7 separate regions of the Mus musculus genome follow, and all the other regions are linked to region 4. Evidence: chromatin contacts called from public promoter capture Hi-C data. All regions are on one chromosome and are shown on one strand. The core of a region is the stretch at or near the end of the contact, and the rest is flanking DNA. Distances in the headings are between cores, read along the strand shown.

The links. Promoter capture Hi-C pulls out the DNA fragments that hold promoters and counts their contacts.
Region 1: a contact with region 4 is called in a promoter capture Hi-C map of liver, with 5 times the contacts expected there. The contact joins the promoter of Nrn1l here to the promoter of Pdf in region 4.
Region 2: a promoter capture Hi-C map of liver shows a contact between it and region 4, with 4 times the contacts expected there. The contact joins the promoter of Gfod2 here to the promoter of Pdf in region 4. A contact is called at or near these places in 2 of 39 promoter capture datasets (liver and pre-B cells) and 1 of 9 other capture datasets (liver).
Region 3: a contact with region 4 is called in a promoter capture Hi-C map of liver, with 4 times the contacts expected there. The contact joins the promoter of Nutf2 here to the promoter of Pdf in region 4. A contact is called at or near these places in 2 of 39 promoter capture datasets (cranial neural crest and liver), 2 of 115 datasets of contacts at active chromatin or transcription factors (astrocytes and large pre-B cells) and 2 of 9 other capture datasets (adipose tissue and pancreatic islet).
Region 5: a contact with region 4 is called in a promoter capture Hi-C map of liver, with 5 times the contacts expected there. The contact joins the promoter of Slc12a4 here to the promoter of Pdf in region 4. A contact is called at or near these places in 1 of 39 promoter capture datasets (liver) and 1 of 115 datasets of contacts at active chromatin or transcription factors (embryonic stem cells).
Region 6: a contact with region 4 is called in a promoter capture Hi-C map of liver, with 4 times the contacts expected there. The contact joins the promoter of Psmb10 here to the promoter of Pdf in region 4. A contact is called at or near these places in 6 of 39 promoter capture datasets (the SN4741 cell line, hippocampal neurons, liver and 2 more) and 2 of 9 other capture datasets (adipose tissue and liver).
Region 7: a promoter capture Hi-C map of liver shows a contact between it and region 4, with 3 times the contacts expected there. The contact joins the promoter of Ddx28 here to the promoter of Pdf in region 4.

What each region holds. Positions count from the first base shown.
Region 1 is chr8:105,891,929-105,894,991 of GRCm38.p6, reverse strand. It overlaps Nrn1l (neuritin 1-like), which reads right to left and starts at 1,425. Exons shown (of 3, transcript NM_175024.4): 1 at 1,325-1,425; 2 at 512-626; 3 at 1-369. The coding sequence starts at 1,412. The coding sequence ends at 84. It overlaps Edc4 (enhancer of mRNA decapping 4), which reads right to left. Exons shown (of 29, transcript NM_001301100.1): 28 at 2,562-2,725; 29 at 1,767-2,322. The coding sequence ends at 2,130.
Region 2 is chr8:105,757,355-105,760,195 of GRCm38.p6, reverse strand. It overlaps Gfod2 (glucose-fructose oxidoreductase domain containing 2), which reads left to right and starts at 1,589. Exons shown (of 3, transcript NM_027469.5): 1 at 1,589-1,742.
Region 3 is chr8:105,858,970-105,861,883 of GRCm38.p6, reverse strand. It overlaps Nutf2 (nuclear transport factor 2), which reads right to left and starts at 1,351. Exons shown (of 5, transcript NM_026532.4): 1 at 1,179-1,351.
Region 4 is chr8:107,047,004-107,050,027 of GRCm38.p6, reverse strand. It overlaps Pdf (peptide deformylase (mitochondrial)), which reads left to right and starts at 1,414. Exons shown (of 2, transcript NM_026513.2): 1 at 1,414-1,967; 2 at 2,757-3,024. The coding sequence starts at 1,430. The coding sequence ends at 2,914. Cog8 (component of oligomeric golgi complex 8) reads left to right here. Exons shown (of 5, transcript NM_139229.4): 5 at 898-1,319. The coding sequence ends at 1,220.
Region 5 is chr8:105,964,371-105,967,369 of GRCm38.p6, reverse strand. Slc12a4 (solute carrier family 12, member 4) reads left to right here and starts at 1,255. Exons shown (of 24, transcript NM_009195.3): 1 at 1,255-1,445. The coding sequence starts at 1,331.
Region 6 is chr8:105,936,948-105,939,647 of GRCm38.p6, reverse strand. Psmb10 (proteasome (prosome, macropain) subunit, beta type 10) reads left to right here and starts at 1,256. Exons shown (of 8, transcript NM_013640.3): 1 at 1,256-1,693; 2 at 1,882-1,969; 3 at 2,057-2,154; 4 at 2,267-2,407; 5 at 2,667-2,700. The coding sequence starts at 1,638. It overlaps Lcat (lecithin cholesterol acyltransferase), which reads left to right. Exons shown (of 6, transcript NM_008490.2): 6 at 1-97. The coding sequence ends at 76.
Region 7 is chr8:106,009,935-106,012,857 of GRCm38.p6, reverse strand. It overlaps Ddx28 (DEAD box helicase 28), which reads left to right and starts at 1,372. Exons shown (of 1, transcript NM_028038.3): 1 at 1,372-2,923. The coding sequence starts at 1,434. It overlaps Dus2 (dihydrouridine synthase 2), which reads right to left and starts at 1,380. Exons shown (of 16, transcript NM_025518.4): 1 at 1,280-1,380.

The DNA.
Region 1 (3,063 bases), core at 176-2,675, 1.2 Mb after region 4:
TGTGCATACTGCAGAGCTCACATGGCAGCCACTGCATGCAGTGATGGGAGGCAAGGGCACTGTTGGCTGGCCAACCAGACTGTTTAGGCCAGAGGCCCCAGGAGGCAGGCAAGCGCTAGAGCGGCGGCGAGCAACACAGGGGCTGGAGCTGGAGCCAGTGCAGGAGCTGTGGCCCGTAGTGTCTCCTGGTTGGTCTCTGGGCCAGCAATCCGCTCCCGAACACTCACAGGAGCGCCACAGAGGATGTGCAAATTATCTGGGTGTGGGGCGCGGCGAGCTTCTTGCTGCAGTGACTCCCACACTGCAGCCGCCTCCTCTGGGCAGCCTGACAGGACCCGAGAGGCACAGGCGTGGAAGTCATTCCAGGATCTGTTACAGAATGGGGTTAGGGGGGTTAGAGCACAACGATTTGGACTGGGAAGAGACTCGGGGCCCTGGGGTGGTGGTGCAGTAGCATAGATTGGGTTGGTGCTTCCCACCGACCTACCCATCGCCTCCCACCTGCCGGTACCTGCAGACAGTCTGTAGCTCGCCTCCTCGACCCATGCCATCCCCCAGGCGGATGAGACATTCAGCAAAGCCTTGGTATATGGTATCACAGCGGTTTGGGCCCTCAGAGGCCACTGCTGGGTGGGTAGAGATTAGGAGTGGGTTGGGGATGGAGAATGGTTAATAGAGTGAGCTAGAGTCCATTTGTCAGGAGCTTGTTTACCGGATGCTGCTCTGGGGACGTGACTCAGCGTGAAAGAGGTGCCCCCCGGGGAACTTCAGGGTAGCTGGAGATCACTTGGCTTAACTCTCAAGATAGGCTTTGGACTGTGATGCACATGGAGGTGTGATGTGGGAACAGAAAGCGGGTGTTGGGTCCCAGAGCTTAGCTCCTTCTCTAGTTCCTGGGACTCTAGGTCAGAGACAGATTCAGGGGTAGAGGGTCTGGAAGCAGGAGGTCGTGGGCAGAAGGCAGTCTTCCTGTAGTCTTCATGAGCTCCACCTGGCACTTTGATTGCCTCCCTAAAGACAAGTGTGTCGGCTGAAACTGACTGGGCTGGGTGGGGATCAAAGCCAGTCACTCTAAGATCAGAGATCCATGGCTTGAGCTCTACTGGGGGCCAGACTCCCTTTGTCAGAAGAGGGCTACAGGATTTAAAAGTTCTCCCCCGACAGCTGAGGTGTTTGCACTGTACTTTCCATCCTGAAGCCACTATCGCATGCTCCCAGAGCCCTCACTGCTCATCTCCAACTCCTTTGCTCCCATACCCTACACCCAGTCTGGCTAGGACCTCTGAGAGGGTTTGCAGCCTGGGCCCAGGACGCTCACACTCACCGAGTGGTAGTAGCAGCAACAGCGTCAGGGCACAGGGTAGCCGCTGACAGCGGCGGCGCCAGTGGCAGTGGCAGCAGTTGCACATCATCCCTGGCTGTAAGCCTAGTGCAGGAGCGAGAGGCTTGGAGAGCTGCCTGTGGACCCAGCCCACAGAGGAAGGGATTCTGATTGGATGGGGCCTGGAGGCGGAGCATCATCCCAGCTGTCAGCCCCGCCTCCAGCATCCAGCTAGGCAGAGAAGAGGAGGACCCCAGAGGGCAAAACTGCCCAGAGAGGAGGCAAGATGATGCTGAGCTGGCTCTAGGCCGTGTTGCCTGAATTGGACAGGGAGGTGTGAGTAGGAAGTTTATCAGATGAGAATGAGTGCCAGGGGACCCCAGAGTAGATTGGTTTGGACAGACTTCCCCAAAGGGAGGAAAGAATAGTCACATCAAAGACAAACTAAAATCACACACATACTTTCTTTTATTCCAAAAGCCTTTAATTGCATTTCTCAATGTTTTTCAAAAACAAAAAGATCCAAATTATAGGTAAAAAGGAACATGGAAAATTCAACTCAAGTGGTGTCACGATCTTGGGGTCACGCTTCAGGCATGGTAGGACCCAAGAAGGCACACTACGTGCCCTGGGCCCGCCTGACCCTGCTGGTTACCACAATCAGTAGAGCACTGCCCGTGAGCCCTGCTGCATACCTCCCTCCACACACCAGAGAGGAAGGCCTGAGCAGGGAAACAGCAGACATGGCCCTGCCTTGACCTAAACCTGCCAACTGGCCTTCAGCATCACCTCATCCCTCTTTAAATGGCTAAGGGAGGCTAGGGGTCACAAGGCCGTGTAACATTAGGCTGAGGCGGCGGGCAGCTTTGCTAAGTGAGTTGTGTGGATCAGCCTGCAGGAACTGGAAGAGCTTCTGGCGCACCTGAGCCATGACAGAGCCCATGTGGTCTCGAGTGATGGGATCGCTGTGGTCCAGGTGCATCACAGCTTCTTCCAAGTAGCTGGGGATAGGGGAGAAAGGCAGGGTATAGGTGGATGCAGCAGAAAGGAGTGCCCCCTGGTGGCACTGAAGCCCAGAGGAACAATGATAAAGAATCTTTCTAAGCCTCATATGGGAATGGGTGGAGAATATAGGTAGAAAAGCTAGGGGGTGGGAGTCAGGCAAGAGTGGGTGTCTGCTATGAACTGTTCTCTATCCCTACCTCTAACTCATCGTCTGGTCCCTGACTGCCCCACTCACCTGAGCTTGAGGTCACTTCTAGTTCCAAGGTCAGATGCTAGCTGCTGGATTAGGGAAAGGAGAACAGGCTGGGATAGTGGACAGGGCGGCTGCCCAAAAACCTGGGCTGGGTCGACAGTTTCACACACATACAGCACCAGATTGAGATCAGCAGCAGTCAGTGCCTGGGAGGAGAATGAGACAGCATGCTAATTCATCCCCAGTACCAGGATGGGAGGCTTTCTTTCTTTCTTTCTTTCTTTTTTTAAAGATCTATTTATTATATATAAGCACACTGTAGCTGTCCTCAGACACACCAGAAGAGGGTGTCAGATCTCATTACGGGTGGTTGTAAGCCACCATGTGGTTGCTGGGATTTGAACTCAGGACCTTCAGAAGAGCAGTCAGTGCTCTTACCCGCTGAGCCATCTCACCAGCCCGATGGGAGGCTTTCTTATCTGAGAAGTGTGGCCCACGGCCAGAAGACCAAAGTTGGGTTCTAAGAGCTCCAGAAGTGATGTTC
Region 2 (2,841 bases), core at 340-2,839, 1.3 Mb after region 4:
CCTGCCGCTGCCTCCCAAGTGCTGGGATTAAAGGTGTGCGCCACCACCCACCACCGCCCAGCCAGCTACAATTCTTAAGGAAGAGTTAATGAGGAAGAAATGGGAAATCAGATAAGTAACTTTTGGTAGACACAACTGGAGTTGTATGCAAATGACGTCTACTGGGTAGAGGCCAAGGATACTGTTAAGCATCCTATAGCAAAAGGCTCTAGCCAACAAAAAACTATCATGCTTCAAATGACAGTAGTATCCCTACTGAAAAACCTTGATCTAAGAATTACCATGGTCAAGAAATAAAAAAAAGTACATCCAATTTTTAAAAAAGATATTTTTATTTATACAAGTACATTGTTGTTGTCTTCAGACACACCAGAAGAGTGTATCAGATCCCATTACAGATGGCTGTGAGCCACCATGTGGTTGCTGGGAACTGAACCCTGGTCTTCTGCAAGAGCAGTCAGTGTTCTTAACCACTGAGCCACCTCTCCAGCCCAGCACATCCACTTTTTATTTTTAACTCTGATCCTTTGTCTCCAATGGACAGGAGACAAAGGCCCATTTGAAGAAGAGGATTCAAAGTTAAGATTTTGTTTCACTCTGGAAGTTGCCAGGGGTAGAGACAAAGTGGTAATGGTGGCAAGTCCTACAACTGATAAAGGGTCACAGAACCCCCTCAGGTCAGCAGGCATAGTCTATCTCTCCAGCTTGCTGTGGGATGAGGACTGGGAGCCTCCCTTTTTGCAACTAAGAAGTAACCAAGAGAGTCTTCCCACACACATACATAAACAAAAAACCAACCCAGTCACATTCTACAGAGCCAATTTCACACTGAAGTCAACCGGCTTCACTGTAAAACTAAGGCTGACCTCATTACAAGATGTATTTCCCTGGGAGAACACAGGCTCCATAAGGAGGTCAGGGGAACTTCAGATTACAGCCTAAAAGAGAAACGACGTTTAAAGAACAACTAAAGAACACCCAGAGAAAGAGACCAGACACCTGAGCAAACACGAAAGCCAATCTTTCCTGTCAAGAAATCTGACCAGGCCCGGCATGGTGGCGCACACCTTTAATCCCAGCACTTGGGAGGCAGAGGAAGAGGCAGAGGCAGGCGGATTTCTGAGTTCGAGGCTAGCCTGGTCTACAAGTGAGTTCCAGGACAGCCAGGGCTATACAGAGAAACACTGTCTCGAAAAAAAAACAAAAAACAAACAAACAAACTAAAAAAAAAAAAAAAAAAAAACGAACAAAAAAGAAATCCGACCAGTTGGAGATACCTGTGCTTCTACATAGGTCGTTGTCGAGACCTTCATTCCAGGAAACACTCTAAAGCATCTATCTACATTCTTGAGGCCGGTTGGCAAATCTGAGAGCGCCCGAAGCTGGAAGCACAGCTACCATCAACACATCTACCACCGAAAACTTGACAGCAATAGGCTCCCTGAAGGTTTCCCAAGCACCACCCCCAAGGCGCGAGCATGCGCAGCTCTTCATCCCGGCCCCGCCTCCCGCGGGTCCACCTCCCATCACTGAGCATGCGCTGTCCTCCTGCCGCCCCGCCCCTCCGTACCAGAGACCCCTGTTCCTTAGAAACCAGGCGGCGTGTTCCCGGTATCGGTGCTTTGGATTCCGGCGCGCGCGCATCCGCACTAGCCTCCCTCAGGGCAGGCGGACGGCCTCGGAAACCCCTCCGGATCCATGGTCTCTCGTGCAGCTCTGGGCGGGCAATGCCAGCATGCCAGGTGAGAGGCAGCCGGCGGCGGGCGAGGGTGAAAGAGGGCATGGCGCGGCCGGGAGCGGGCGCTGGCCCGGCCTCTGCCGCCGCCCGGCTCCGGAGGTTGGAAGCGAGTATACGCGGGGGCCCTGGCTGGAGGAGGGCTGTGCTAAATGCCAGTGTGTGCACGGCATTGAGTACGAGGTCGCTCCGAGGTTCGTTTTCTCCACCTCGGAGATGGGACCTGCTACATTCGGACGCAGAATTTTGGATCCTGTAAGGATCTTGCTTGAACCTAACCCATCCCCATAAAGATGTGAAACCCTAGGCTACCCCGCCCATTGCGGAGCAGATCACCCCATTACCTGAGTGAGGATGGGCGCTTTGTGGATGAGGATTTGTGAGGTGTGGACACTTCAGACAAAGGACTCGTCGCCTTACTAGCTATTGAAAAATGAGATTGCACTTGAGGCAGAAAGTATGTAAGAAACTGGTGTTCAGGTAAAAGCTTGAAAAAGGAACATCCTAGAAGCATTTGATTTACCCTGCCAGCCCTGCCTGAGTGCCTGGTTGGCCATGGCCTGCTTTTGTAGCTCAGGAAACAAACAAACAAACAAACGGATGGACTTGTGGAAACAAAAGATGAGATGAGGTGTTTCTGTCAGGGCTTTATTACAGCCCTGGTGAGGAAAGACATGCCTGGAGAGATGGGCATTGGTGAATGGCCATGAGGACAGTTTGCCTTCCGGACTGCCTCAGAATCTAAAGAACAGGACGGAAATGTAAAGGTATAAAATTGCGTTGGATAGACAGCAAGGAAGTTATCTTACACTTATGTTCCTTGCTCCCAGTGTCCTGCTAAGTAAAGAGTACATGAGAAAGAAATGAAAACCGGCCGCAGCACTAACTTTATGATTTGTGGCCACAAAGACTTTTTTATTTTTTCCCCCCTCGAGACAGGGTTTCTCTGTGTAGCCCGGGCTGTCCTGGAACTCACTCTGTAGACCAGGCTGGCCTCGAACTCAGAAATCCACCTGCCTCTGCCTCCTGAGTGCTGAGATTAAAGGCGTGTGCCACCACTGCCCGCGCACAAAGACTTCTTAATGGAAGACCATTCAGTTGAAAGA
Region 3 (2,914 bases), core at 102-2,601, 1.2 Mb after region 4:
TTCTCAAAGCCTGCCTACTAGTAACTAGTCAAATACACTACATCTCCAGGAATTCAAGGTGATGGATGACCTGAGGTGCCATTGCTAAGGTACTTTCTCTAGACCCATCCAGCTTCTTGACTGTTCACAGGCAGCCCTAGCACACGTGAAGAGAAAGCAGACATCGTGACTTCTAGTTCTAGATCTACAAAACAACTTCAAAAGGCAAAAACAGTCTAAGCCAGTGCCATAGGCACAAGGCCCCTTCCACCTTCTCTGGGCTCAAAAACCTCAAGCATGGAGTCCATTTCTTCATGAATTAAATCCGACCTCATCACTTCAGTAAGGAGTCATCTTCCTGCTAACTCTAGGAGGTTCTAACGTACTTTAGAATTGGGCCCTGACTGAGAAATCTAACAAAAACACTGGAGGCTCACACAACCCACCCCAGAGCTGGAGTCTAGTCATGGATAAGATTGGAGCTGCCTCTCCAAAGATACTAGGTCCTTATTTTCCAGGACTAGCTAGAGGTAAAGTCCCACGAGGCATCCCCTCCCACCCCAGAATCCCTGCCCTTGTCCTCCATGCTGGACACTGCAGCACCGGTTCTACCGAGGTAGAGGTTAAGTTTCGTGCACTCCCAGCAGGCAATCAAGCAGAGAAGCGTTCACCTACATCCTAGCCGGGCTATGGTTTGGAACCGGGCAATGGTCCCAAGCCCCAGCAGCGGCAGGAGGGCCACCCTTACCCATGCTGGCTCTGGAGCGAGCTGGGTGGCGTTGCCCATCCCCGGATCTTCGCCGGCGGGTGGTGGGACGTGGGTCTGGGATCGGCCCGCCAACCTGCCTGCAGAGGTTGCAGGATTCGAGCAAGCCAGGCAAGGCCACACAGGGCCGGGCCCTGAGAGCTATCCTGATCGTCCGGACAAAAGAAAAAGATCTGGCCATCAGCCAAGACACAGGGTGGCCCGGACAGCCGTCCATCAGGCTCTCAGCATTCCCCGGGCCGCGGCCGCAGACAATCCGCGGTAGGCGGAGCCGCGCGCGACACATGGTGCGGGCCCCGTGCCTCTTCGGGCCGCCGTGGGGGTGTGAAGAGGGGAGGGGCCTCCCAGGGCCTCGAAGCAGAAGCTCCCGGCGGCCTAGAGCGCGGCTCCTGCGGCCCAGCCCCCGCCCCGGAGCGCTGGCCCCAACACTCACCCGTGGGGCTGGCACGATGGCGGCAGCGGCGGCGGCAACCCAGCGCGGTCTGCGACCGACTGTCCCTTCCCCCTTGCCTTCCCTCGCCCGTCCCGCTGCACTCAGGGAAACGTAGTCCCAGTATGCTCCTTATACGCCTTAGTGAGCTTAGCTAGAACTACATTTCCCAGAATGCCATTCGCAGAGGCGCAGCCACGGCTCGCAGCGCGGGAGGAGAGGCTAAGTTAGGGAGGGAGGCGGTCCGGGTGAGCCCCTGAGAATTGTGGTCTAGCGGAAGCCTCTGGAACACGGAGTTGGCGCCAGGCAAGGATCAGGTCTCGGTTGTAGCTGGGTCCCAGCTGGCTTGGCCCCGCCTAAGTGTATGTGGCCTATGGAGCCTGACCCCGCCTCCATGGGAGCCTGGTTTAGCTTGGAGCTGGCTGGCTTGTCCCAGCAGCCCCTCCCTAGGCCCCTAGTCCAAAGCCTACTCCCTTTAGGCGCCCTGGCTACCAGCTCTGCTCCTCTAGCATCAACCCACGGGGGCGAAACCCACTCCTCTCTTGTTCAATGAGTTAGCTGTGTCTCAGAGGAAGCCACTTATCCCAAAGTTGGTTGGAAGGTAACTAGGTTTTTATTGAAACTCTAAACACTCATCTAAGGTGGGCCCATAGTTGGAGAGGTTAACCTCACGTGTACAGAGAGGTATTTTTAAAAACAGAATCGTGAGGGTTTTCTTTTTTTGATTTCCAGGTTTACTTGTTTTGTTGGAGCAGACAGGGCAACTATTTTTGTTTGTTTATTTGTGTTGAGGAGGGATGAGCCACGACATGGGTGTGGAGGAGAGAAGCAGCTTTCTGGAGTCAGTTCTTCCACCATGGGGGCCTTGAAATCAGATTCTCTCAGGTTTAGCGACCCACGGAGCCAGCTCACCTTCCAACTTTAATTTTTATTGAAAGATAACTGGCGAAACGTAATTTTCCTAAATGGCCAGACTGTAAATAATCTTCCCACCCCTTCCCCTTTACTTTCAATATCCTTTTCAGTTTCCTGGGTGACACAAATATTTGAAGTAACGCCTCTCCGTCCCGCCTGTGCTGGGCAAATGGCTCTGCTACCAACCCACAGAACCACAGAAAAGGAAAATGGCTGCAAACACCCCTATCTTCCTAGTCAGAAGACTCTTTAATACTTCTGTTTTGCCCTCTTAGCCTCACCCCACCTCCTGGAGATGACTGATAAAACCAGGCTAAGCTTCTTGATTAAAGCCCCTGTCTAAACTGGGCAGTGGTGGCACGTGCCTTTAATCTCTGCACTTGGGAGGCAGAGACAGCAGATTTCTGAGTTCAAGGCCAGCCTGGTCTAAAGAGTGAGCTCCAGGACTTCCAGGAGACAGAGAAACCCTGTCTCGAAAAACAAAACAAACCAAAAAAAAAAAAAAAAGAGAAAAAAAATCCTCTGTCTATCCAGACCACTTTGCTTGGTCACTAAGAACTCCATGTTACCCTGTTGGCGACACATCAGGAGCCTGACCCCACCAAGAAAACAAAACACAAGCAAATCATGAGACAGGATGAAGGATCCAAGGAATGTTGCTAATGGGTTCAAAAGAACCAAGGTGACAGCATCTGTTCTTTGGAAGACCAGGAACTCAAGGACAGGCTGGAGAGAGAAGCCCCCATTCTAAGGGAAGGGTATTGGTTGGTAGCCTGAAAATACACTGCTGTGTTTTCACCACCTGATCACAAGCCAGAGCTAAC
Region 4 (3,024 bases), core at 165-2,664:
AGAAATCTGCCTGCCTCTGCCTCCCAAGAGCTAGGATAAAAGGAAAGATTTTTTAAAAAATTTGTTTGTTTGTTTGGTTGGTTTTTTGATATGGGATTTCTCTTCAGGGGTTCCTCTGTGAAACTCTGGCTGTCCTGGAACTCTGTAAATCTCCTGAGTGCTGGGATTAAAGGTGTTCTTCACCACAGCCTGGCTTTTATCATTGTTGTTTTCGTTTTGTCTTTTTAAAGATTTTATGTGAGTGCTCTATCTGAATGCACACCTGCGTGTATGTCAGAAGAGGGCGTCAGATCCCATTACAGATGGTTGTGAGCCACGTTGTTGGGGATTGAACTCAGGACCTCTGGAAGAGTACTTAACCACTGAGCCATGTCTGTAGCCCTTGTTTTTGGTTTGACACTAGACAGGATCTCAGTATATAGCACTGGCTACCCTGGAACTAACTTGGTATACCCAACTGGCCTTGAACTCAGAGATCCTCCTGCCTCTGCCTCCCAAATAGCTGGGATCTGTGCCTGGACTCCAGTATTTACTGAGTGTCTCCTGGCTCAGGCTCCATCCACCCTTACAATGGGGCTCCAATATAACTAACTGTCCTTTTGTATTACAGAGATGCCCTTAGCCTGGCACAACTTTAATACCAGCATTTGGGAGGCAGAGGCAGGACGATCTCTGTGAGATAAGAGACCAGCCTGGTCTATAGAGTTCCAGCATAGCCAGGTCTCAAAAAAACAAAAAACCCAAAAAGATGTTCTTGTTGTATTGAAATATGTAATTGTGTTAAATCTTTTCTCTGAGTGTCCCCTCCCCTGCCCCACACCATCCCTGAGATCTCTGCATTGAATTTAATAACTTTTTTTTTCTTTTTCATTTCTTTTTCCCTACCATCTGGGTCAGGCATTTCACCCACCCAGCTCTCTAAGCACGGAAACCTTGGACACGTGAACATCAGCGCCATCCAGGAACCTCTCGCCTTTATTTTGCCTAAGAGAGAAACAGTTTTCTGTTTAGATGAGCAGGAGCTGGGGCCGGACCTCGTGGCCCCAGCTCCAGAGCTCCCTGCGGAGCAGCGGAGCATGGAGCCTGTAACAGAGAAGAGGGAACCAGGGGAGCCGCTGCCTCAGGAGCCCATGGAGGGGGAGCCGCTGCCAGCCGAGCCACCGAGTGAGGGAGGAGCCATAGGCAGTGTCCCCTGCCCGCAGCCTGGGGAGCAGCCCTGAGGGTACGCGCTTCTGCAGCGGGAAGGTGTGTGCAGTTGCTTTGCCCAGGATAGCGCGGGCCCTGTGGTATTTGCAGCTTTAATAAAACCGACAACTGTCGCCACTCGCCTGCTGTTCCCGACGATGGGCGTCCGGAAGTTACACGGGAACTACGCTTCCCGGCGTCTTTGGCGCTAGCGGAAGGAAGGGCCGCGGCGTCTCCCCGCGCCATGTTGCTGCTGGGCAGGCTGCCGCGGCCGGCGTGGGTTCCGGGGAGCCGGGCGCAGAGGTGCAGCTCCTTGGCCGCCTTGGAGGGCCCGGCGCGCACGCGCTCCTACTGGCGGTACCTCAGGCGCCTTGTATGTGGCGCGCCGCAGCCGCCATACGCGCACGTGTGCCAGGTCGGGGACCCGGTGCTGCGCGTCGTGGCGGCCCCGGTGGAACCCGAGCAGCTAGCGGGGCCGGAGCTGCAGCGGCTGGTGGGGCGGATGGTGCAGGTAATGCGACGGCGTGGCTGTGTGGGCCTTAGTGCGCCGCAGCTCGGGGTGCCGCTGCAAGTGTTGGCGCTCGAGTTCCCGGACAAGCTCCTCCGAGCCTTCTCACCGCGCCTGCGCGAACTGCGTCAGATGGAACCCTTCCCACTTCGGGTGCTGGTGAACCCCAGTCTGAGAGTGTTGGACAGCCGCTTGGTCACCTTCCCCGAGGGCTGCGAGAGTGTCGCCGGCTTTCTGGCGTGTGTGCCTCGCTTCCAAGCCGTGCAGATCTCAGGTGCAGGGGACGTGGGCAGCGGGGTGGTCTTGCTCTCTCTGGCTAGAGACAGTGCAGACACAGCGGCACTCGGGAGCCAACTGAACTCCTGAAGAGCAGGTCAGGCCCGCCTAGATGGGTTGCAGGGTGATTCCTTAGATATGGAGCCTGTCTTTCCCCTTTCTCATGAGTAGGTATATAGATTCCCATGTAAGTGTGTCTGTATTGCACACACGATTTTCCCAGTTTATCGTGGTGGGGCTTGTGTAAGAAAGTGGGACCCAGATTTACCCAGACTAGGGCAACAAACCATTCCATGCTTCACATTCACATTGTTTTATGTAATATGGTTATTTGCTACAGTGCCAAGCTGAAATACCTTTCTTTTGGGGGGGGGGGGTCGAGACAGGGTTTCTCTGTATAGCCCTGGCTGTCCTGGAACTCACTTTGTAGACCTCGAACTCAGAAATCCGCCTGCCTCTACCTCCTGAGTGCTGGGATTAAAAGGTGTGTGCCACCATGCCTGGCATGAAATACCTTTGATAAACAGCCCTTGAAAAGAGTTTTGATTTCTTATCCTTGCCCTGTAGTAGTGCTGGGAATCACGCTGAGTAAAAAGTCGGCACTGGACAAAATTGGGGTACCCTTTCTAGGAGGGATAAGAGCTGTTATCCACATTCACTCTTGGATGCTGCCTCTGTAGATAGGATATAAATAGGCATGGCCAGGGCAGGAAACAAAGTAGGGACAGGAGGTTGGGCATGAGTTCAGCAAAGCCTCACCTCATCGAGCCTGTAACTTCCTTTGCAGGACTGGACCCAAAAGGAGAGCCAGTGGTGTGGTCGGCAAGTGGTTGGACAGCTCGAATCATCCAGCATGAGATGGATCACTTGCAGGGCTGCTTGTTCATCGACAAAATGGACAGTGGGACATTTACCAATCTCCACTGGATGGAGGTGAATGACTAACACTCTCCTTGAATTGAGGATCTGGAAATCCAGCATGCAGACTAAGATGGTCACATCTGTGCTTCAGCTTGGAATTGGTTCCAGTCCGACAGTAGACAGTGTGTGCTGGT
Region 5 (2,999 bases), core at 6-2,505, 1.1 Mb after region 4:
CTACCTGATGTGGGTGCTGGGGACTGAACTTGGGTCTGGGGCAAGAACAACAAAAGCTTGTAACCAGTGAGCCTTCTATACAGAGAGTGCAGGATAGGAGATGCAGAGCCGAGAGCACGCGCGCACAGCTGGAAAGCAGTTAAAGGTGCCAGAAAGAGAGGGAGGCCGATTGCAGCCCGGAAGAGCTGACTGGGAAGGGTTAGTTGTTGAGCTGCTTCAGGGAGGTCCTAGCCGAGCGGCCCACCCAGGCAGTTGGGGCTGGCGGGTGGCAGCAGAGGGCGCGGATTCTAGAGTCAGCCCAAATTCTAAAGGCTACACCAGAAAGGGAGAAAGAATGGAGATAGAGCAGAAAGATGAGCCCTGGAGCTTTCTGATAGGAAGGAAGCGGGGTGGGGTGGGGGAAGAGGCCAAAAGAACAACTCAGAAAGATAAAAATTCTCAAGTCAAGGCGACTAGGTAAGTTATCTGAGTGTGAAAGAAGTTAGCACCAAGAAAGGAAAGGACTCGGGTGCAGGAACCTCCAGGAGGTGAGGTTATGAAGGAGCAAGTTCAAATGAGATAACTGGGCTATCCCAAAGTGTCGATGAGGGATGGGCCGGTGTAACCTCTAGCGAGGAGGGAGCGGACTCCTCTAGGAAGGGCATACGATCTTCAACCACCTGCTAAGGGAGAGGCTGCAGCGAGCAGAACTGAGGGAGAGACCGTAGGCTACCAAAGTCCTGGAGAAGCGTTAGAGAGAAATGATGGTAATGGAAGAGTATGTATGTGAGGGTGATGAAAGACTTGAGGAGGTTTGGGGTGGTCACTGTGACATTGACCAGGTCCTGCTAGCTTTCCCGCTATGGAAGAGTATGTATGTGAGGGTGATGAAAGACTTGAGGAGGTTTGGGGTGGTCACTGTGACATTGACCAGGTCCTGCTAGCTTTCCCGCTAAATAACAAAAAGTGACTGAGAGCTAATTAGATTCAGGGAACAGAGCCAGTGCACCCTGCGCCCCGTCTCACCATCATAATACCCCTAAAAGTTAAAATACTTTCCCTCACTTTATTAAGTATCGCATTTGGGGCTCAGAGAGGGCAACCCCTTACCCAAAGACACACAGGAACCCTACCCTCCAGCAGCTAGAGTACTTCGTTCCCGGGGTCCTCTCATCCCCCCTCGGGGAGGAGCCGACCCGAGCCCCTCCTGCTCCCCGCCCCCGAGGGGCGGCCCGGGGGGCGGGTGGAGGAAGTGAGCGCAGCGGGGTGGAATGCGAGCGGGCGGGGCGGGCCAGCCTGGGGCGGCGGGGACTGCCGGCTGGAGGCCGGGACCGCGGGCCAAGCGCGCGCGATGCCTCACTTCACCGTGGTGCCGGTGGACGGGCCGCGACGCGGCGACTATGACAACCTCGAGGGGCTCAGTTGGGTGGACTACGGCGAGCGCGCCGAGCGGGAAGACTCGGACGGTGAGGGTGCGCCCGGCGGGGGCTGTGGCCGGGACGGGGGGCATCTACACGGGACTCGCGCCTTCGGACCGCGCGCGCAGACGTCCATGCAGGACTCCACTTTTCTTGCTCCTTGCGCGCTCAGACCGATGAGTCTTTTTGGTCCGGGACTCCCGGGCTAGGTCGTCCTCCACCCACTCCCAGCTCCTCCCCCGAGGGCCGCGGGCGGGGGCTGCAGACGTGGCCGCCTTGGGAGGCCGGGTAACGGGCTGCCTTGCTTAGGCTGGCGCCGAACGCGCCACGGGTCTGGGTCCAATGGAAGCCTGGATTGTAGCTTCCTCACTTTCTGTGAATCGCCCCCATCCTCTTGAGTGTCACCCTCTCTTCCTCTATGACTCACCGCCCCTCTCTTGTCCTTTCCCTACCCCTGCCTCCTTGCACACTGGCCCGGTAGGAGCAAAGGGTGTGCTCGCTGAAGAGCCTGTGTTGGCCTTGGTCTACGTAGATCTGTGCGTATCATGGACACCTAGGGAGCAGTCACACGGGGCCAGGCTTGTCTAGGCACTGTACATGAAGCAACTCGCTTTAATCCTCCCAACCTCCCCCATGGGACAGGTTCTGTTACTCGCACTTAGGAAGGAGTGAAGGGCGGTGGGGAAGAGTTATGTAACTTGTTCCAGTGGGATTCAAACCCGGATATGAGAATGTAGTGCCTTAACCTAGGTATCAGGGCTGGTTATAGAGGTAAACCCTTTCTCCCTTCCAGTGCCCCATCTCTCCATCTTCCACCCACGGAGGCTCCTCACACTTGGAATGGGAACGGTCCTGGTTATATGTGTCTGTCTGTATAGCTGTCCAGGCATGTGTAAATGCACGTGTGTCGCTGAGTATCACAGGGTCAGGTCAGGACGTCCTTATGGCTACTGTTTCCAGGAAGGCTGCCAGTGATGAGCCTGGTGCTATGATAACAAATGCCTGTGATGTCTGAGGCTGACCGTGATAGAAAGGTGTAGGAAATGTGTGTTGTGTCTGGTGATGGTATCGGAGGCTATCTGATAGGTCTGTGATGGTGACATGCTTGAGGGGTAGTCTGTGCTTCATGTGAACGGTGACTGAATGACCTGCCTGCCATGTGGACATACAGGCCAGGGGCATGGACTGCAGATGTCACGGAGATTTGTCAGGTTTCACAGCTGTGTGTAAGTAACCCTAGATCCCACATCCCCTGCTGCCCCTTGCCTGGTCCAAGGTGTCGGAACCATATCCCTCCTTCCCTGGGACTGGAAGGATGTCTGTCCCTAGATGATGTACTGAACTGCATCCTGGAGATTAGCCTGGACCAATGGGCAGTACTGAGCCTTTTCTTTGGCTCCGCCTTGGTCCCTCACAGGTTGATAGGAGTAACCTGGAGCTATGCTGGCTGTTGGCTGTGCCCTGCCAGATCCCTCCAGGCTAGGCCAGCTCCTCCCAACCCCACCCCCTTCTTCTCTTCCTATTTACTTTTCGGCCAGATTGTGGTGTGTCTGTGGCATGGGGGACACCCTGCATCCGGGTGAGTGATTTTGCTTCTTCTTT
Region 6 (2,700 bases), core at 7-2,506, 1.1 Mb after region 4:
CAATGCCATCCTACTGGGTGCCTACCGCACTCCTAAGTCGCCAGCTGCCAGCCCAAGTCCCCCACCCCCTGAATAAAGACCTAGCTGTTATAAATAAGTGCAGGGTGTTTGTTATGGGTTAAGGGGAAGGCACTACTAGGTTCCTTAGATAACCTGCATCACCTGGCTGATGCATGCTTGATCTGGGCTTAGGGGAACACGGGGTTCAGTGGGCTTTGCTAAGGCCCCAGACTGGACTGACTTTGAGATATGTAAATAGATTTTCATTGTCCTAGTTGAGCTGCTCAGGAAGCTTGCTCTGTGGCTTCCTTCTTAGGGGCCCAGGACAATATTCAGATCTGGGTATATGGCTGTTAGAATGGGGACACAGAGAAATAGGATTTGAAGTCGACTTTTGAGTTCTGGTTGGATACAGAAATTTATAATAAAGCATGGTGGTGCACGCCTTCAACTCAACACTTGGGAGGCAGAGGCAGGCAGATCTCTGTAGGCCACTCTGATACACACAGTTCCAGGACAGCCAAGACCACAGAGATTCTGTCCCCAAAACACAAACAAATAAATAGAATTTAAGATATTGGGGCTGGGGATTGTTAATGTAAGAACTTGGATTCCATGACAGCCGGAGCTATACAGAGAAAACCTGTCTCGAAAAAACAAACAAATAAATGGGGCTAGAGAGATGGCTCAGCGTCTGTTGAAAGAAGCTGTTTTTCCAGAGGACCCTGGTTCAATACCCAGCACCCACATGGCTGCTCACAAGTGTCTGTAACTCCAGTTTTAGGGGAGCTGACACCTCACACAGACATGCAGGCAAAACACCAACGCACATAAAATAAGCCATAAAAAAATTAAAAAATTAGGGCCACGTGGTGGTACACATGCCTTTAATCTTCTCATCCAGGCCAACCTTGTCTACAGAGCTTATTCCAGGGCAGACAGGGCTACACTCAACTACACTGAAAAACAGTTTTTCAAGCGCCCCCCCCCCCCAAAAAAAAAGTTTAGGATCTGAAGAAAAGACAGTTCATCTAAAGAAGATTTAATGTGAGACATTAGAGAGAGAGAGAGAGCAAGCACTCAGAAGTTAAGAGCATTTTTTTGCACTTGGAGAGGACCTGAGTTTGGTTCCCAACGCCCACGTGGTGGCACGCCCACATGGTGGCTCATGATCATCTGTAACTTCAGTTCCAGGGAATCTGATGCCCTCTTCTGACCTTGGTGGGCATGTGGCATGCACATACCACATTCACTCACACACATAACTAAGCCTGCAAGGGCTTCATTTCTACTTACTTTTAAGGGGTTATGTGTGTGAGTGTTTTACCTGAATACATGTATGTGCCTGCAGTGCTCAGGGGGTGTCAGCAGAGATGGGAATGGAGGATCTAAGGCGCACCATAGGTCTGGCAAGGAGTGTAATAGCCCCTTCCTCAAGTTATCTGGGACTAGCAGCAAAGACGAAAGTGAAAGAGAAGATGCACACAGCAGCCAACAGCCTCTGAACTAGGGTGGGGGTGAAAGCGAAAGTAGGAAGCGTCCGGAAAAACCCCACAGAAGCCAGGACAGACGCCTCTGCTCCCCCTGGCTGATCCACTCATCGAGACCCCCGCATTCTCACTTGGCCTTCCTGCGAGATGCTGAAGCAGGCAGTGGAACCCACAGGAGGCTTCTCTTTCGAGAACTGCCAGAGGTGAAAGGGGAGTGGAGTTCTAGTCACGAACTGCTGGTGCCTTGTTTTATTGGTGGAGTGGGGGAACCCTATGTTGGGTGACCAAGTAGGGGCTTAAGCCAGGAGATGAGTAGAAATGGGTTTGGGGACCGGTTCAGGGACCCTCCCTTGATGCAGAACTGAAACGCGAGTCACCCCAATGTTTCCAGGAATGCGTCCTTGGAACACGTCCTTCCGGGACTTCGGGTTCCTCATGCACGCAAGACCGGGACTACCATCGCGGGGCTTGTGTTCCGAGTAAGCGGGGTGATAAGGGCTGGAGGGCTAGAAGGGCAGCCACTGCGGAGATCAGGTGGGCATTAAGGCTGGGCTCTGCCTCTGCAGGATGGAGTCATCCTGGGAGCGGACACGCGGGCCACTAACGATTCGGTTGTGGCGGACAAAAGCTGCGAGAAGATCCACTTCATCGCCCCTAAAATCTAGTCAGTATGCCCCGGACCAGTCCCCATATTCAAACATAAGCTGCACTGTCGCTCACTCCCTACTTTGTCCCTGCACGTCCCTGTCCACATCCACCATCCCTTTGTCCCTTAGCTGCTGTGGGGCTGGAGTAGCTGCGGACACTGAGATGACTACGCGGATGGCAGCTTCCAAGATGGAACTACATGCGCTGTCCACCGGCCGTGAGCCTCGGGTGGCCACGGTCACCCGTATCCTGCGCCAGACGCTTTTCCGGTGAGCAAGTGGGGCTAAGATGACCCCTAAACGGGGTATCTGCAGGTGGGTGGAGTTGACAGGAGGCGGGACGTGGAGTGGGGGGGAGCGGGGCTGCGACCTGCAGGGAGACCGGAAGAAGACAGACCAAGCTGAGTTCCGGAAGAGGCAGCGTCAATTGCAGGACGCCAGGCCAAAGGAAGGGGTGGGACTCAGACCAAAAGGCAGTGTAATGGGCGGGGCCTGTCTGCTAACATTAACCCTGCCTGCTCCTCCACAGGTACCAAGGCCACGTGGGGGCATCACTGGTCGTG
Region 7 (2,923 bases), core at 123-2,622, 1.0 Mb after region 4:
TCTGCAAACTGCTTATGACTAATGCAATATAAACATGATGTATATACTTGTTATACTGTATTGTTAGGGAGTAACATTAAAGAAAAATGTCTATACATATTTAGTACAGACACATTTTTTTTCATGAATATTCTCACTCTACAGTGGAAAATTCCACAGAGGTCCACCTATAAATATGGAGGGCCAGCTCTAATGAATGAAATTAAACTTTTTTTTTTTTTAGATTTATTTATTTATTATATGTAAGTACACTGTAGCTGTCTTCAGACACTCCAGAAGAGGGAGTCAGATCTTGTTACAGATGGTTGTGAGCCACCATGTGGTTGCTGGGATTTGAACTCCGGACCTTCGGAAGAGCGGTCGGGTGCTCTTACCCACTGAGCCAACTCACCAGCCCATGAATGAAATTAAAACACTTTCTCCAGACGTTAGGAACCTCCCAGGTAATCAATCCACAAACATTGACCTTATCTCCCACTCCAGACACTTGATGCCCATTTTTTCAGATATGTTCAAAAAGTATGAAGTAAAAAAAAAAAATTAAACGTTTAATAACCTGAACCACTAAATTCATGTCAAGTAGTCTGCTTGACCGGTGCTATGTGAGATAAGTTTCATCACTCCAGGAGGGTAACGGGACCCTTCTTTCTACTTCTAGTCAGGCAATTCGGAATCTGCCTGAGAAGCCAGTGGCTATGAGCAGACCGCTAGAGTGATGGGTCCAGGCTGAGATGCATGGGGGGGGGGGGGGGGCGACGACAAGGAAAGGAGGGTGAAACTTGCCTGGAGAGGTAGGGTCAAAGTGTAAAAAAAAAAAACCTGAGAAACTACACCTGAAAGAACGGAGACCATCTCTCTAACTTCAAAGACGAAATAAGCTGAAGGCCACCAGCATGCACTCTGGGTTCTAAACTAAAGAACTGGGTTGAGCTTAAACCCAGACTCCCAACTTCTGTCTCAGTCCCCTGGCCTACCATTCATTCAGTCTCAGCAAACTTGCATCACCCAGGCTTTGAGTGGATTGCATATCTACGAAAACATCGTCGAACTTTGTACCTTTGGAGTTCTATGGGATGACTGAGCGAGGCAATGAAGACCACAAGTTAAGACTATCAGAAATTAAGCACTCAAATGACAGAGGCCATCCTCACTCGATTCCTTGAGCCAGGGACCCATGGCCCCCTCCTACTGCGGACTCCCATTCCTGCCTCCACCGAGTACCCTTCCCCAAAGATGACTCCAATCTGGACATCGCCATGCCGGGTGGAAACCTACAGACCTCGCAGCCACTGAACTCTTAAGGATCCTCCTCCCTCCTTCCAGCCGGTGCTGCAGCGCCACACGCCACCCTGATCCGCGCCAGCCACCGTACTCCAGACTACGGTGGCGTGCTTGACGTCATTAGCGCGCGCCTCTTCTGCATCAAGGGAAATATGGCTTTAGCCGGGCCATCGCGGCTGCTGGCGTTAGCAGTACGGTTGCTTCTGGAGCCTCGACGGAACCTAGTGGTGCGCGGTTCCGACCAGTCCTTGCCAGTGGTGCGCGTTCCGCGGGCTCTGCAGCGACGGCAGGAACAGCGACAGAGCGGCCGTGGGAGTTTGCAGCGGCCAGTGCTAGTGCGCCCCGGTCCCCTGCTGGTCTCGGCGCGGCGGCCGGAGTTGAACCAGCCCGCACGCCTCACGCTGGGCCGTTGGGAGCGAGCGCCACTGGCTTCCCGTGGCTGGAAGCATCGGCGATCGCGGCAAGACCATTTCTCCATAGAGCGAGTGCAGCAAGAGGCGCCCGCCCTGAGGAACCTCTCGTCCCGGGGCAGCTTCGTGGACCTGGGTCTGGAACCCCGAGTGCTGCTGGCGCTTCAGGAGGCTGTCCCCGAAGTTGTGCAGCCAACCTCAGTGCAGTCGAAAACCATCCCCCCACTGCTTCGAGGCCGCCACCTCCTTTGCGCTGCGGAAACTGGCAGTGGCAAGACGCTTAGCTACCTACTGCCCCTATTTCAGCGGCTCCTGAGAGGGTCAGACCTGGACTCCCGCAGTTTCACGGCTCCTCGAGGCTTGGTTCTGGTACCTTCCCGAGAACTAGCCGAACAGGTGCAGGCAGTGGCCCAGTCACTGGGTGGGTACTTGGGCCTGCAGGTGATAGAACTTGGCGGAGGCCTCGGGATGAGTAGGCTCAAACTTCAGCTGTATAGACGACCGGCAGCCGATGTGTTAGTGGCTACTCCAGGGGCGCTGTGGAAGGCTCTGAAAAGTCAACTGATCAGCTTACAGCATCTTAACTTCATAGTGCTAGATGAAGTAGACACACTGCTAGATGAAAGCTTCCTGGAACTGGTGGACTACATCTTGGAAAAGAGCCCTATAGCAGAAAGTCCAGCCGAGTTAGAAGACCCCTTTAATCCCAAAGCCCAGTTAGTGCTGGTGGGAGCCACGTTTCCAGAAGGCCTAAACCAGTTACTGAGTAAAGTCACCAGTCCAGACAGTCTGACCACCATTACCAGCTCCAAGCTGCACTGTCTCATGCCTCATGTCAGACAGACATTTATGAGACTGAAGGGAGCAGACAAGGTGACAGAACTGGTTCAGATCCTCAAACAGCAGGACAAAGCAAGTAAGACGGAACCCTCGGGAACTGTCCTGGTATTCTGCAACAGCGCCAGCACCGTGAACTGGCTTGGGTACATTCTGGATGACCACAAGATTCAACATCTAAGGCTGCAAGGGCAAATGCCGGCCTCAATGAGGGCAGGTATCTTCCAGAGTTTCCAGAAGGGCTCCCAGAACATACTTGTCTGCACAGACATCGCCTCCCGAGGCCTAGACAGTGTCCACGTGGAAGTGGTTATCAATTACGATTTCCCCCCTACCCTGCAGGATTACATCCACAGAGCAGGAAGGGTGGGTCGTGTGGGCAGCGAAGTGCCAGG